Regions from separate parts of the Mus musculus genome. Here region 2 is linked to region 1. A link is a contact called in public HiChIP or PLAC-seq data. All regions are on one chromosome and are shown on one strand. The core of a region is the stretch at or near the end of the contact, and the rest is flanking DNA. Distances in the headings are between cores, read along the strand shown. Region 1 has its middle 43 kb from the start of Gm41912. Region 2 has its middle 9.4 kb from the start of Gm34194.

What was found. HiChIP or PLAC-seq counts read pairs in DNA pulled down with a chosen protein or histone mark.
Region 2: a contact with region 1 is called in an H3K27ac HiChIP or PLAC-seq map of embryonic stem cells, with 3 times the contacts expected there. The contact joins two enhancer-like sites. A contact is called at or near these places in 2 of 115 datasets of contacts at active chromatin or transcription factors (both in embryonic stem cells).

The regions. Positions count from the first base shown.
Region 1 is chr1:88,611,083-88,614,941 of GRCm38.p6, reverse strand. No RefSeq gene overlaps it. Among named protein-coding and RNA genes, the nearest start is that of Gm41912, 43 kb to the right of the region's middle. Within about 2 kb of position 1,626, at least 33 of the 459 cell types and tissues checked have an H3K27ac peak or open chromatin away from gene starts, as enhancers often do. A contact at or near this core is called in embryonic stem cells, where this site is marked.
Region 2 is chr1:89,023,844-89,027,326 of GRCm38.p6, reverse strand. No RefSeq gene overlaps it. Among named protein-coding and RNA genes, the nearest start is that of Gm34194, 9.4 kb to the right of the region's middle. Within about 2 kb of position 1,891, at least 33 of the 459 cell types and tissues checked have an H3K27ac peak or open chromatin away from gene starts, as enhancers often do. A contact at or near this core is called in embryonic stem cells, where this site is marked.

The DNA of each region.
Region 1 (3,859 bases), core at 377-2,876:
CCTCTGCTGCTCTGCTCAACTCCTTCATGCCTTCAAAACCAGTACCACCTGGGTGACCCTTACACATTACCAAGTCCAGCCACAGCACAAGGTACAACTTTGGCTATATCTGGAACGCAGCCACTGTGCTCTCAGAAAATACTTCCCAGAAGATGTCACCTCAATGATGCTGGTCTCTTCTTAATCACCGCTAATTTCTTAGCTCCAGCTAACCAGCATCAATAGTCCCAGTAATGCAAAGTTTTTGCTTTAGTAGTTCTGGTATCTTGTTAATCACAGCTGATTCTTCAGCCCCAGATAACCAGAACTACAGAATCTTCACAATCAAAACAGCAATGGCCCTGAAAAGAGTCCTTAATTTTCCCTCTGAAATTTCACACACCAGAGCTCCATCTTCTGCAGTGTTCTCAACATTATCTTCCAAGCTCCTACACGACATCTGACAGAGCTCTTAACAACAGATGGATCTTCAAGCCCAAAGTTCCAAAGTCCTTCCACAGTCCTCCCCAAAACATGGTCAGATTGTCACAGGAATACCCCACTCTGCTGGTACCAATTTGTCTTAGTCAGGGTTTCTATTCCTGCACAAACATCATGACCAAGAAGCAAGTTGGGGAGGAAAGGGTTTATTCGGCTTACACTTCCATACTGCTGTTCATCACCAAGGAAGTCAGGACTGGAACTCAAGCAGGTCAGGAAGCAGGAGCTGATGCAGAGGCCATGGAGGGATGTTCTTTACTGGCTTGCCCAGCCTGCTCTCTTATAGAACCCAAGACAACCAGCCCAGAGATGGTCCCACCCACAAGGGGCCTTTCCCCCTTGATCACTAATTGAGAAAATGCCTTACAGTTGGATCTCATGGAGGCATTTCCTCAACTGAAGCTCCTTTCTCTGTGATAACTTCAGCTGTGTCAAGTTGACACAAAACTAGCCAATACACTGCGCCATTTGGGAAATTCATCTTTGGGACAATGCGTCATCCATGACCTCACAGCTTCAACCAGTTAAAGTTTTTAACCTAGGTCTCAATTAAAGAAAACAAAACATACACCAGATGGTGGTGTCGTATGCCCTCAATCCCAGTGTTCGAGAAGCAGAGGCACGTGGATCTCTGAGTTCAAGGCCAGCTTGGTCAATAGAGTTCTAGTACAGCCATGGCTAGAAAAACCCTGGCCAAAAAAAAAAAAAATCCAAACAAACAAAAACCCCAGACAAACAAACAAAAAACAAAACAACAGCAAAAAAACACGCAATTTTCATAAGAAACTGTAAGAGTTAAAAACTAAAGGTTTTCAAACCCTTCCCTGAGTTTGCTTTCCCGCCTGGGGACATCCAGGCATTTTAACTGAGCTCCGACTTTAACACCAGGCTGCCCTAAGCTTTCCAGACACTGGTTTGCAGAACTTGTCAGTGTGGTTTTCAGTACTTCTTAAAAACACAAACAAAAGCACACCCCAGCAAGCTTTTCCCAGGGATCCCCCCTCTGCCTCCCCTTCCCCCACTCCCACCCCAGCAGGACAAGAAGCAGCAACATTAATGGCAGTTCTGGGAGTCTGCTGAATTCTCTTTCAAGTCTCCTACTGTCTTGGCATCCTTAAATGCTGAGCAGGGCCCTGGCCTGGTTCTTTGAAGTTCCCCACGCCATAGGTTGGGAAGGCAGTGTGATTTAGGGCGGTTGACAGGGAGGGGGAACAGTTTAGTCCACTTCCCCATGAACAAATAAACAAAGCCAGTATGGCTAATTGAGTGTCTTTGGGGGTGGGGGTGGGGGCTGTGCACCTGGGGAATGCAGGGGTCAGGAACAAGAATGACAACAGAGTAGGAAAGCTTAACAGATTTTGCATATGAGCAGAGCAGTCCATTAAAGCCACAGTGCAGGAACAGAGGGTGGTCTGAGGGACCTGTAAAGGGTGGGGAGGAAGCTAGATACACAGATAGGCAGTCATTTCTGCTTCCAGGTTTCTTCCTCCAGTAAGCACAAGACCACAGGCCCTTCATTGGATGCTCTTTGTGGTCGGCCTCCTGCTTCCCACATCACTGGCCCAGGTGACATGCATGGGTGGGAAACTGAGGCATACAGTATGGTGCCACTCTGAAGTTAGAGCAAACTCCTACAGTCCTCTACATCCTGTGAAAACATCAGCCTTGGGATCACAGTGTCCTGATAACTCTCATGAGCACACCCGACGGCTACACCTTAGAGTCCGGCCTCTGCAAGACTAGCAGCTGATCTGGGCCTTTGTCTCTAGAGTCTGGTAGGAAGCACACAGATCAGAATCCATACAAACAAGGGTCTGGGGCTCAAAAACACTAGAAATGCCCATGGCTAACGAAACAGCAAACACAGAGACCGGCTGACCTGAAGTTAGGCACATCTACATGCACGAGATGAGGGCATGCTCACATATGGAACACCAGAACATAGGGAGATGAGGGTGGGGGACAGCGCTTGCCTACGAGTGGCACGAAAGGACAGTGGCTCTGCAAGGGGTTTGATAGACTTAATGACATTCAGAAGTGATAAGTAGGTTTCATATCGAAATGTTTGAAGACACTGGGTCTGACTCAGAGACACAGTCCTTTATCACAGGCCTTCTCTTGCAAATCTGAGGATTTGACCATGTACTCAAGATCACCTATGAGAATCGCTGTCTCCTGTAGATTCAGGGGAATGCTGGGCCGTGTGACTCTGATGGGCCTCTTTAGTGCTGAACCCCAGAATTCACAGAAAGGAGAGAGGGCAAAGACTGTGTGTGGCAGGTGACAAGCAGCTGTCTCTGCCCCAGGCACAGTCGCTGCACATAGCAAAACACTAGAAGCTTACAAAACAAACACAAACAAACCACTCACAAAGTGAGTGCCTTCTCTAAAACCACATAATCGAGAGAAAAGAAAGCTGTTCTCAAAAGTCAAAATAAACACAAGCCAGGCTGGGATTTGTAGACTTCAAATTACAAAAAAGAAAAAAAGGAAAAAAAAAAAGTAGCCCTACAGGGAAGAGCTTCCTTTTCAATCTTTTTTTTTTTTTCCATTTTTTATTAGGTATTTAGCTCATTTACATTTCCAATGCTATACCAAAAGTTCCCCTTACCCACCCACCCCCACTCCCCTACCCACCCACTCCCCCCCTTTGGCCCTGGCGTTCCCCTGTACCGGGGCACACAAAGTCTGCGTGTCCAATGGGCCTCTCTTTCCAGTGATGGCCGACTAGGCCATCTTTTGATACATATGCAGCTAGAGTCAAGAGCTCAGGGGTACTGGTTAGTTCATAATGTTGTTCCACCTATAGGGTTGAAGATCCCTTTAGCTCCTTGGGTACTTTCTCTAGCTCCTCCATTGGGAGCCCTGTGATCTCCTTTTCAATCTTATTGAAACAGAAAACAAACTCTATGACCTTCTGTGACTTCCAAAGCCAAGTGCAATGAGCCCTGGGAAACCAGAGGCAACATCATCACCACCACCGCCAGGGGCCTCAGGAGGAAGGCGCCTCCTCAGAGCAGGCAGACAGAGGCCAGGCTCCCAGGAGCACATGGGAAGGAGCAGAGAAGGCGAGAACAGGGGCCCCTTGCACTCCACGCCTTCCCAATTTTTAGTTTTGTCTTTCACTTGGGAGGTTGAGGTAGAGGATCAGACGGGCCACAGCCTCCTCAGATGCATGAGGTATTGGAGGCTAGCCTGTGCTAAAACAAAAAACAAAGCTAACAAAAAGAATGAAGGGGGAGGAGAGGAAAAATCTCAGAAAAACAAAACAAAACAACCAAGAAACCACTGACTCTAGAGGTAGAAACCCAGACAAGAGAAATCCTAACAGTGAGGTGGTGACTGACAGACGCTGAGAACTTTAGGCACTTCCGACTGG
Region 2 (3,483 bases), core at 642-3,141, 410 kb before region 1:
AGTATTTACCTATGAGAAACATATATCAACTATTAAAATATTTTTTTCAAATGTAAAGATATAAAACATAAGCATGTTAGGAGAAATATGCACCTTTATATAACAACACAAACACAGAAACAAGTTATAAAACAAATACATTGTTGTATGTCCTGGCTTGAATGTAAGACATCACTCACAGGCACATACGCTTGCATGCTTGGTCCCTAGACTATGGCACCATGTGGAGTGGGTGTGGAGCTTGCAGAAGGCTTCATGTAGCCCAGGAAAGTTAGTTCTGTGGCATGGCTGGGAGCCTGCAGCCTCATGTCCAGGCTTTGTCAGGGCTGCAGCAGTCTCTGTACCGTGATGAAGTTGGGGCCTAGCTTTTCCTCCCAGAAATAAGGCTCAGACTCAATATACATTTACAAATATATGGCCATATAGCTAGGCTCCTCTCTGACTGAACCTTAACTTAGGATAACCCACTTACTTTAGCCTGCATTCTGCCGTGTGACTGGTTACCTGTGGTCACATCTTTCCAGAGAATCTTTATCATGAAGATCTGTAATACCATCACAACCATAGAACTCATAACCACCTTCATTTTGATAATTTAAAACAATTCAAAACAATTATTATTATTATTAATGGAGACAGAGTTTCTCTGTGTAGCCCAGGCTGATTTAGATTTATTCTGTAGGTTAGGTTGGCCTTGAACTCAGAAGGAATCTATTTGTCCCTGCCTTTGTCTCCTAGGTATTGAGATCAAACGCCTGGATTTATTATCTATGTATCCTTGAAAACATTTAGATCAATTCCCAATTTTTCTCCCTTCTTTAGAGATTAATATCTATGTGGATAAATATACCTATAGTACCACTTAGCAGCCCATAGACAAAGCATTCTCCATCTGGGGGAAATACACCAAGAGTGTGGGCCAGCCTGTCCTCTTCCCACCTGGCTTGATATCAGTCCTCTGCTTATTGTTACAGAGCAGTGGAGGTAGCTGCTAAAAGTGGGGCAAGGTTCACCTGAGCACAAAGCCAACACAGCCTGGCTAATAATTTATGTAGTTTCTATTGCTTAGGACTGGAATCCTTATTCAGCCTGAAACCAGAAATAAAATATGCAAACACAGCGTGCAGCATGGCACACAGGGCACACAGAGTGTGTTGGCCTTGTCAGCAACTGCTGGCTGGTGGTGCTTCAGGAGAGAGGGACTGGGGGTCTGTGGGAACAGACAGAGGCTTTAGCCAGGGCCAGGGAGCCCTGCATAGCAGAGTGAAAGCCATTCTTTCTCTTCAGCCTTTGGAGGCATCCCCATAGTCCTGTAAGGTACAGATCGGCTTTGGAAGGACCTGGGACTTCTCAGTTCCTGATACCTCTGCAGAAGGTGAACTGTGCTCTTGAAGCCAGTTTAAATTCAGTGATGTGCTCAGTTCAAACCCCATCTCCTGTAAAATAGTCTACTAGGGATATTGTGTGTGTGCATGTGTGCTGGCGCCCCTGTGCTCACTTGGACACCAGAGTTATTATCAAGTGTTTTCACCTCTTTATCTCTATGAGATAGAGTCTCTCATTGAACCCAGATCTGATTCTCCTAGACTGGCTGGTCAGCGAGTCCTGGGGATCCATCTGTCTCTACCTTCCCAGGGCTAGGATTACAGACCACCTTCAGTTTTAATATGGGTACTAGGAATTGCATTCGGGCCCTCGTACCTGTACTGTGAGCTCCTTACCAACCATGTTGTCTCCCTAGCCCCTCCTTTGAAAATATTTGGACTGCAGTTTGGAGTTAGCTCTGAGGTGGAGTAGACATGCTGTCTTCACTCGGATGTTGATCTGTGAGTGAGGCCACCGAGTAGAGGTGTACCTTGCTTTACGCAGCCCAGTCAATGTCTGAAATCCCCACCCACAGCCCAGCCTCCAGGGTGTGTACTATTAAGAACTACCCTGTGACAATCTTCTTGGTGACCTTGACCTTGCACTTCTCATTCCATTTACTCTCTGACTTTGAAATGGTTCTTATTGTAATTCTTATCCTAAATGGAACTGGCTTGGTGGCCTGTTCCAGCCTCCAGCTCCATGTGCTGTATAGGATGACCTCCTGATCTTCCCGAGTGCTAAGATTACAGGTGTCTCCCATCAATCCCAGTTTATGTGCCGTGGGGGTTGACACTAGGGCATCGGGCATGCCTGGATCCTGATCACAGCCTGAAGCTTCATTTTGAAAAGTAGAAGATATTATTTTGTGAAAAAGATGGCTGAATTTGAAATCTCAAAAGCTCCAAGCAACATGGGCTACATTTTTTTGAAACTTGGAGTAATGAGGTAACATTTGTTCAGACTACTGCCTCCCCAGTGAGACCGGATGATGTATGTTAAGGTATTTGGCAAAATGTTCTGTTTATGTTAATCTCGCCTGAACTATGTCCAGCTGACAAGCATCAGGACACAGTGCTGGCTGTTAGATGTTAAGACATTTGTTCTTCCTAATGCCTGCCTTCCCAGGCTCATTTCCCCTTTCCACTCTCCACAGTCCTGAGGGACCTGCAGCCCCAACTGTCTGCTCACTCTTCCCTCCACATTCCCACCATCCCCAGACGAAAGGGCTCCAGAGCCCATAGTTTTCTGCCTTTGGCTCTAAGAAACACACATTTACTTTCCACAGTAACTAGAGCTTAACCTCAATGTTAAAAATTAGAAAATACAGAAATTAAAATTGACCACTTTGGGCACATTCTCTCTCCCTCCCTCTGAAAGCATAAATTATGCCTCTACCTTCTGGATGAACTGAGTATAAAAGCCCCCATACTGTTTGCTCCAATAGAATACTTTGCTCAGCAGAAGCAGGCTAAATTATGTGTTTCAAAGCTCCCTGAAGCTGCAATTCCGGAAACATATAATTACGCCCTAGCATTATCAAAGAGCAGAAAATATTTTTCATCCACTTTTTCGATGGTTTAACAACCATTCTGGATTTTGATTTTTTGTGACAGCAGGCTAGTAAATAAGTCAAAACTCTGCATCCAATAAGTATATACAATTATTAAGTGCTAATAATACCTTTAAAGTGTTTAAGGAGATGGAAGCTTTAAGTATCCTGGTTTGACCATGGCATACTGCAGATGTATGTTGTGTGATCACACTGGACACCATCACTTTGTACAATTAAGATCATAACAGGGGCTGGAGAGATGGCCCAGCAGTTAAATGTCCGCTGCTCTTCCAGAGGATGCAGTTACCAGCTCTCACATCAGGCTGCTCACAACCACCTGCAACTCCAGCTCTAGGGGATCCAACAGTTCAGGTTCGCGTGCACACACACACACACAATTAAAATACTCTTATAATTGTAATTAATTTTTAAAAGATTCTTAGAATAACTGGTAAAGGCAAATGTTATCAAGGAGTATGCTGTGTGTCTCCGAGTAAGTACACTGTCCTATTCCATGTGGTATAGGTTCTCCAATTCTAAGTGATCAGCCCTAATCAAATACA